Linked DNA regions of Pan troglodytes: region 2 is linked to region 1. A link is a contact called in public HiChIP or PLAC-seq data. All regions are on one chromosome and are shown on one strand. The core of a region is the stretch at or near the end of the contact, and the rest is flanking DNA. Distances in the headings are between cores, read along the strand shown.

The links. HiChIP or PLAC-seq counts read pairs in DNA pulled down with a chosen protein or histone mark.
Region 2: a contact with region 1 is called in an H3K4me3 HiChIP or PLAC-seq map of stem cell-derived excitatory neurons, with 5 times the contacts expected there. The contact joins the promoter of INCENP here to the promoter of TMEM258 in region 1. A contact is called at or near these places in 3 of 7 Hi-C or Micro-C datasets (blood, induced pluripotent stem cells and stem cell-derived neural progenitor cells) and 1 of 1 datasets of contacts at active chromatin or transcription factors (stem cell-derived excitatory neurons).

What each region holds. Positions count from the first base shown.
Region 1 is chr9:64,041,622-64,044,973 of NHGRI_mPanTro3-v2.0_pri, forward strand. TMEM258 (transmembrane protein 258) reads right to left here and starts at 1,467. Exons shown (of 4, transcript XM_003951907.5): 1 at 1,378-1,467. The coding sequence starts at 1,380. It overlaps FEN1 (flap structure-specific endonuclease 1), which reads left to right and starts at 698. Exons shown (of 2, transcript XM_016921032.4): 1 at 698-1,153.
Region 2 is chr9:64,437,499-64,441,055 of NHGRI_mPanTro3-v2.0_pri, forward strand. INCENP (inner centromere protein) reads left to right here and starts at 1,630. Exons shown (of 18, transcript XM_054662344.2): 1 at 1,630-1,801.

The DNA.
Region 1 (3,352 bases), core at 217-2,716:
TTCCTGACCTCAGGTGATCTGCCTGCCTCGGCCTCCCAAAGTACTGAGATTACAGGTGTGAGTTGCCGCGCCCAGGCTCAATTTTTTTTTTTTTTTTCAGACAGTCTTGCTCTATCGCCCAGGCTGGAGTGCCTGGAGTGCAGTGGTGCCAACTCGGCTCACTGCAAGCTCCGCCTTCTGGGTTCAAGTGATTATCCTGCCTCAGCCTCCCGAGCAGCTGGGATTACAGGCGTGAACCACCATGCCCGGCTAATTTTTTGTATTTTTAGTAGAGACAGGGTTTCACCTTGCTGGCCAGGCTGGTCTTGAACTTCTGACCTCCTGATCCGCTCGCCTCAGCCTCCCAAAGTGCTGGGATTACAGGAGTGAACCACCGCGCCTGGCCCTCAATTTCTAATTCAGTATTTTCCTCACTACCTATGCTATTATGGAATCTTGTGAGCTATGGTCAAGACATTCAAGTTCTGGTTCTGAGTAATCTGAGTCTGAGTAAAGCGATTGTAATATCTATTTCACAGAACTGAAAAATAAGAAAGATGATGAATCAAAGCATCTAGTGCCTGGCAGGGAGTATTTTGCTCAACAGGTATTTGCTTCCTTCCTAAGGCTGTAGGGAAGATGATGAGATAATGCCTTTTATGAAAGAGGGCTGTAAACGTAAAGATCTGTACAAATGTTAACTTCATTGTCACCCGTCAGCCAATGCTTCTAAAATCCAGAACATAACAACTCTAGAGAAGTAAACTGCCCCCATTGTTCTGAGACACTGGAATTCAATTCAGTAAACAATCACGGCCCCCTTCCCCCAAAATGATAAAGACAATCACTGCCATTTATTGAGCTTCCAATTACGGGCCCTCTGTTTGGCACTGAGAATACAAAGATGAATAGACATCATCCCAGAGCTAGATGCGCGTCAGACGGTGGTCACTAGGAGGCGTGGCCGAAAACAAAGAAGTCCATGGAACGTGGCCAGAGATCTGTACAGAGGCTGTGGGCGCTCCTAGGAAAGTCTGGCCAAGTGCCTGAGAGTTGGAAGTGCTTCACCAAGAAACATTTGCCCAGGGCATTGTAGGATGGGCACGGGTTCGGCAGAAGAACTTTCCAGATAAAGATAACACACCACCGATAACAGAGATATACAAACTGGAAGGTATTCAAAATTCGCCCCACGCCTCTCGCCCTTAGAAATCGCGAGCTGAGAAACCTAAGGAGTTCATGGCAAGGGGCTTCCCCCTTCCCCACCCTTCAGCCCAAGCCGGAGGTTCCAGGAGCGTCTAGCCCTCTGGATCTCCGGCGTCTGAGAGAAGCGCGGTGTGGGTCAGACCCCGAGGGGGTCCTCGCATCTCCGTCTGGAACTCCCCTCAACGCTCTCACCATTATACCCCGCGCAGGCTAATCCGCCGCTCCGCCACCGGAAGAACACGTCGGCAGGAGCAGGCGCCTAGCACAACCGGAAAAGGAAGTGCCTCCGGCGCAAGTGGCATTGAGGGACTTGTAGTCCTGCGATTTAGGGTGTAGAGGGAGCAGGGGCCTGCGGGGACCTGGTGTGGGTGGAGTGGGGACGAGCGGTGGAGAAGGGTACGCCAGGGTCGCTGAGAGACTCTGTTCTCCCTGGAGGGACTGGTTGCCATGAGAGCAGCCGTCTGAGGGGACGCAGCCTGCACTACGCGCCCCAAGAGGCTGTGCGTGGCGAGCAGGTCACGTGACGGGAGCGCGGGCTTTGGAAGGCGGCTGAACGTCAGGCGACCCGCCGCTAAGCTGAGAAGGGAGAGCGGGCTTAGGACCGCCTGCCCGGGGCAACCCCGAACCAAGCTTTAGCCGCCGAGGCCTCGTGTCCCAAAGGCCAGGTGAGACCCCATGGGAAGCGCCTCCGGGAGCGACGGGGTCCGCTTGGCGCTAGGGGCCGTGGGGAGCCGGGGTCTGGAGTGCGCGGGATTCGCAGTCAAGAGGTCCCGCCACTTTTCCCCCTGTGAGCCTTGGGCCAGTCGCCTAAGCTCCGAGCCTCTCTTTCCTCCATTGTAGAAAAGCGGTAATAAGTTCCACCTTATGGGGTCGTGTTGTATTTTTCCTAAGACCTTGGACGGGAAACATTTCTGACACTTGAGTTGTTTAGGCCCCTTTCCTGCCTACCTGTCTGTGGGACGCCGTGAGGGGATCAAGGGCTACATGGCCTGGTCCTCAGTCCACACTCCAGCAGCGCGGCCGGCTTGAGGCAAGAGCCGAAGGGTTGAACAGGCCTGGAGAGGGGACATTAGAGGTTTCCGTCTGTTGTCTCAGTTAACCCTGGCAGCAGCCCTGAGAGACAGGCATGGTAATCGTTCTTCTTCTGTAGACGAGAAAATAAACCTCAGTGGCTTGGTAACGTCACACGGATGGTAAATGCCGCGCCTAGATTCAAGGCCAGAGCTTTTGCCGCTGCAGTTCACAGGGGAATTATTCATATTAATCAAATGAATAATTCATTGCCAATTAATTATTAATTGATTAATAATCCAGGGATGGACCTGGAAGGACGCGTGAGAGGATGGCGAGAGGAGGGCACAGCTAAGGAAAAGTGGGAAAAGGCGGGCCTTATTCCAGCTTTCTGTTGAGATCCCAGAATGTAGGGTTAGGTTGGGAACCAGAACATGAAAGGTCGTGATGCCATGCTGAAGTGTTTGGACTGAATTAGAAGGAAGAATTGAACAGTCATTGATGCTCTAGAAAGAACTCTGTGAAGAAAGAGTGGGAACAATGAAAAGGCCTGATGGAGTCTTTCGTTTCTTCTTTCTCTTTTCTTTTGTCTTCTTTTCTTTTCTTGACAGGGTCTTGCTCTGTTGTCCAGGCTGGAGTGTGGTGGCACAATCATAGCTCACTGTAGCCTGGAACTCCTGGGCTCATGTGATCCTCCCACCACGGCCTCCCAAAGTGCTGAGATTACTGCCCAGAGCCTCTGTGCCTGGCCCCAGTAGAATATTTCTTGGAGTATTGGATACATACCAACAGTGGGCACAAGATGAGTTTTTTATTTTTTTGAGACGGAGTCTCACTCTCTTGCTAGGCTGGAGTGCAGCGGCACAATCTCGGCTCACTGCATTCTCTGCCTCCTGGGTTCAAGCGATTCTCCTGCCTCAGCCTCCCGAGTAGCTGGGATTACAGGTGCACACCACCACACCCAGCGAATTTTTTTTTTTTTTTTTTTTGTATTTTTAGTAGAGACAGGGTTTCACCGTGTTGGCCAGGATGGCAAGATGATTTTAAATTGCACCCCCTAAAAATCCTTTTTAATAGTTATACATTTAATACATATTAAAATATAACTAATAGAACACAAATATTATTGCTTATGAGTTTTCCAGTTTAGTTTTTA
Region 2 (3,557 bases), core at 380-2,879, 400 kb after region 1:
TGTTTAGCAGCATCCCTGGCCTTTACCCACCAAATACCACTAACCCCTTCTCCCAAACCCAAATGAATTCACGCACTGCCAAATGTGGGGGGCGGAGGTGGGATAAAACCTCCTCTGCATGAGAACCACTTCTCTCAAGAAACGTCCAGTACCAGGGTAGGTGACCAAGGATTCTGTCGCCCAAGAGATGACAGAAGGCTCTAGATAAACGCACACTCCGTTGCCATTCACCAGGCGTTTTGTTTTTACTTCTCAAAAGCGGCAGAGATTTTTTTTTTGAGACGGAGTTTTTTGCTTTTTGTGGCCCAGGCTGGAGTGCAATGGCGCGATCTCGGCCCACTGCAACCTCTGCCTCCCGGGTTCAAGCGATTCTCCTGTCTCAGCCTCCCGAGTAGCTGGGATTACAGGTGCAAGCCACCACGCCCGGCTAATTTTTTTTTGTATTTTAGTAGAGACAGGGTTCCACTGTGTTGCCCAGGCTGGTCTTGAACTCCTGAGCTCAGGCAATCCACCCGCCTCGGCCTTCCAAAGTGCTAGGATTGCAGGCGTGAGCCACCGCGCCCGGCCAGAGATTCTTTATAGGACATATTAGTCCTTGTCTTCCCCACCCACCCCCATATTGGAAAGATGAACTAATTGAAATATGACTTAGTAAAAACATTGTGCCAACTTGAAACCTTGATTTAGTAAAACATCTCAATGTTTAGATCCTTTGTCCAATGGTAGTATTTATCAGATGTATTCAGATTGCTCAGAAAACCAAAAGGGCATTACAACCACAAAAGCAAAGAAAAATAAGAAAACGTCCCATGTTTGGATCTTGTTCTACTTGTAAAGATTAAATTGAAATGATTAGGCTTTTCGATTCATGAGCCAAATACCGTAACACCCTGGCCTTTGATGGGTTTGGATTTTTAACATTACTCCTGAGATTTCAGGAAGTGGGGTTACAGTTACACTCCTTATAGCTTCTAAGTGTATTAAGTTGAATGTAAGGATGCATAATATTGTTTGAATTGAGCCCCACTACCAATTCTTTAAAAAATGGCATGAATTCTTATACGTAAATGATTTGGTGGAACTATTCCATCATAATTTCTCAATTGTTTATATACCAAGGTAGCCTTAATTTGTATATGTTTCAGTACAATGAAATTTTACTCCCTCTGGGATGCTGTTTGGTTTGTATTTTGAGGAATGTTTTTCTCATGGGAAGAGGAACCTATGACTTCTGTACCTAGATAATTTGTTACATTAAAAAGCTGCTCTTTCAGCAATGTAAGTATATACATACATGTTTTTATGAGGAAAAAAAAGCAGCAGAGATCAGAAGACTGCCACCGTGCTTGGAGAAGAAAGAAAGCCGCGCGTGGCCTTCGCAGTGCTCGCCGGGACTCGTAGTTCCAGGTCTGCGGGCTCCTCCCAGGCGGGGATCTACTTCCTCTCTCGGCCGCGGCCGGAGCACCCGGAAGCTGAGGGGGCGTAAAGTCTTTCGCTTCCTTTCCCCGCCTCTTAGTCCCGCAGATTGCTAGTCGACATGGCCAATAGGAGGGCTGACTGGTACTTCCTGTTATTTGATTGGCTTAAAATTTTGCAACCGCCCGGACAAACTTGCCGAGGATTGGCTGAACCTTCAGTTTTGAAAATCATAGATTTCGCCCGCGCTGCGCCGCCTGGTTGCTCCTCCCGTGCGGTGAGTCCCGAAGGCCCGGAGCCAAGTGGGTCTGGGCAAGCGGGGCCTTACCTAGGGATACCACCGGACTTGGATCGGAGCAGCCTTCAGGGGACGTGGCGCAGTCGAGTGAGTGCGCGTGGGCGTGGGGATTGAGGGGTGGTTCGCGATTTTTTCCCCGGTCCTCTGCTCCGTCCCTGTCGACTCCGGACCAGGGTCGTGACTCCCCACCCCAGCCCCTGGCTACCTGGGCATATGAGGGTCACCTCTTCCAAGTGGCGAGGTCGCCTGCCTTGGTTCTCGGGCCCGAGAGGCCTCCCACCCTTTCCACCTAGGCCCTCAGCTTCCTAGAGCATAGCCCCGTTCCCTCCGCTCCCGGCTGCTTGGCACTTTGTTTTGTGCCTGTGAGGATTAGTGTTGACTTGGACGCGCAGGAAGCCCGAAACCAACCCGGTTGTTTGGCGGAATGATGCCAGATGGCATTTCTGTGCAGTTAAACCCCTCTCTCAACGCCCCCGCCCCCAGCTGAGCAGCATTTTAAACTGACCATTTCCGGAGGCTGGGCCGCCCCTTGTCACTCCCCAAGCCTGTTCGCTGTCAGCGGTTCAGTTTCATTCAGCTAACATGGGCTGCTCGAGGGGTTGCCCAGAGCCAAGACTGGGCGCCTGCCTTTCAGAAGTTGATATCTAGAAGGCGGTATAGCCCGTGGTTAAGGGCACGGTTCTATTTATGCCCCTGATTTACCGGCTGATTTTGACTTCTCTTTGCCTCAATTTCCTCATCTGCCCATGCGTATCCTCAAGGTTGTGGTGAGAATTAAATGAGATGATGTCTGACTCGGGCATGGAGTATGACTCAGTAAATGGGAGCAGCTGCTATGCGCTTTCTGCACAGAGGTGTGGTAGGCGCCCAACTTACAGTACCCTGAAAAGGACAGGAGTCATAGAGGAGGACGATGGGGCCTTCAGTCTGGTGTATGGTGTGGAAGAAGTGTTGGAGAGGAGGAAGACTGGAGAGTGTCTCCCTCGGTGAGGTGTTGAGTGCTCTTTATCTGTGTGCAGGTGCTTACATGGGTTGAAGAAGAGATTTTTGCTGCTCTTCCAGGAGCCTGATTCTTGGTACACTGATTCCTTCTTTTTCAGGGTCACCTCTGTTTTAACTTACGGTAACCCTTTTTAAATGGTTGCGCTAAGGTCTGCTAGAAGCAAACCTCCCCGTGAAAGAAGTCCAATTGCTTTCATGGACTTTGTGAAAGAAGCTCTCATCCACGTTGCCCATTTGAACAAATACTTTTTAAAAAGTTAGCCAGTTGTTGCTTTTCTCTGCAAACCTTTGGCTTCCTTAAACAGTTTTCTCTTTTCTGGCCTGAGGTCCTGCGCTTTGCCAGGGCTGTGGTCTGGGTGCAGAAGGGTTAGGGGAAGGTGAAGGATGACAGTGAAAAGGGCTTGCCCATGATTGGCTGGCTGCAGAGCCGAGGTTTCAGCCCAAAGCCTGTACGATCCTGCCCATTTGGCCCTGCCCTGATTATTGCTGCCCTTGGCATCTGGGAACAGGGGTTTTGAACATGTGTTGGTCAGTTCTAACCTGTGCAGATTAAGTTTATTTGGTGCCCTTTGTGTGGTGGGATGAGCACCTATAGGATGTTTATTTCTAGGTGTAGAGTTGATGGGTGGATTAATTCATTTAACAAATAGTCCTTGTTGCCAGGCACTGCTGTGCTCTGGGCATTCAACGATGAGCAAGACAGACAGGGGTTTGCCCTCAGAGAGCAATTGTTTAGTGGGCAGGGACAGGCAGTAAGCAACAGATAAACAAGCACGCAAGTGCTCTGCAGAGAATTACAATCAATGAATGGGATCATGGCTGGGGCTACTTTAGATTGGTT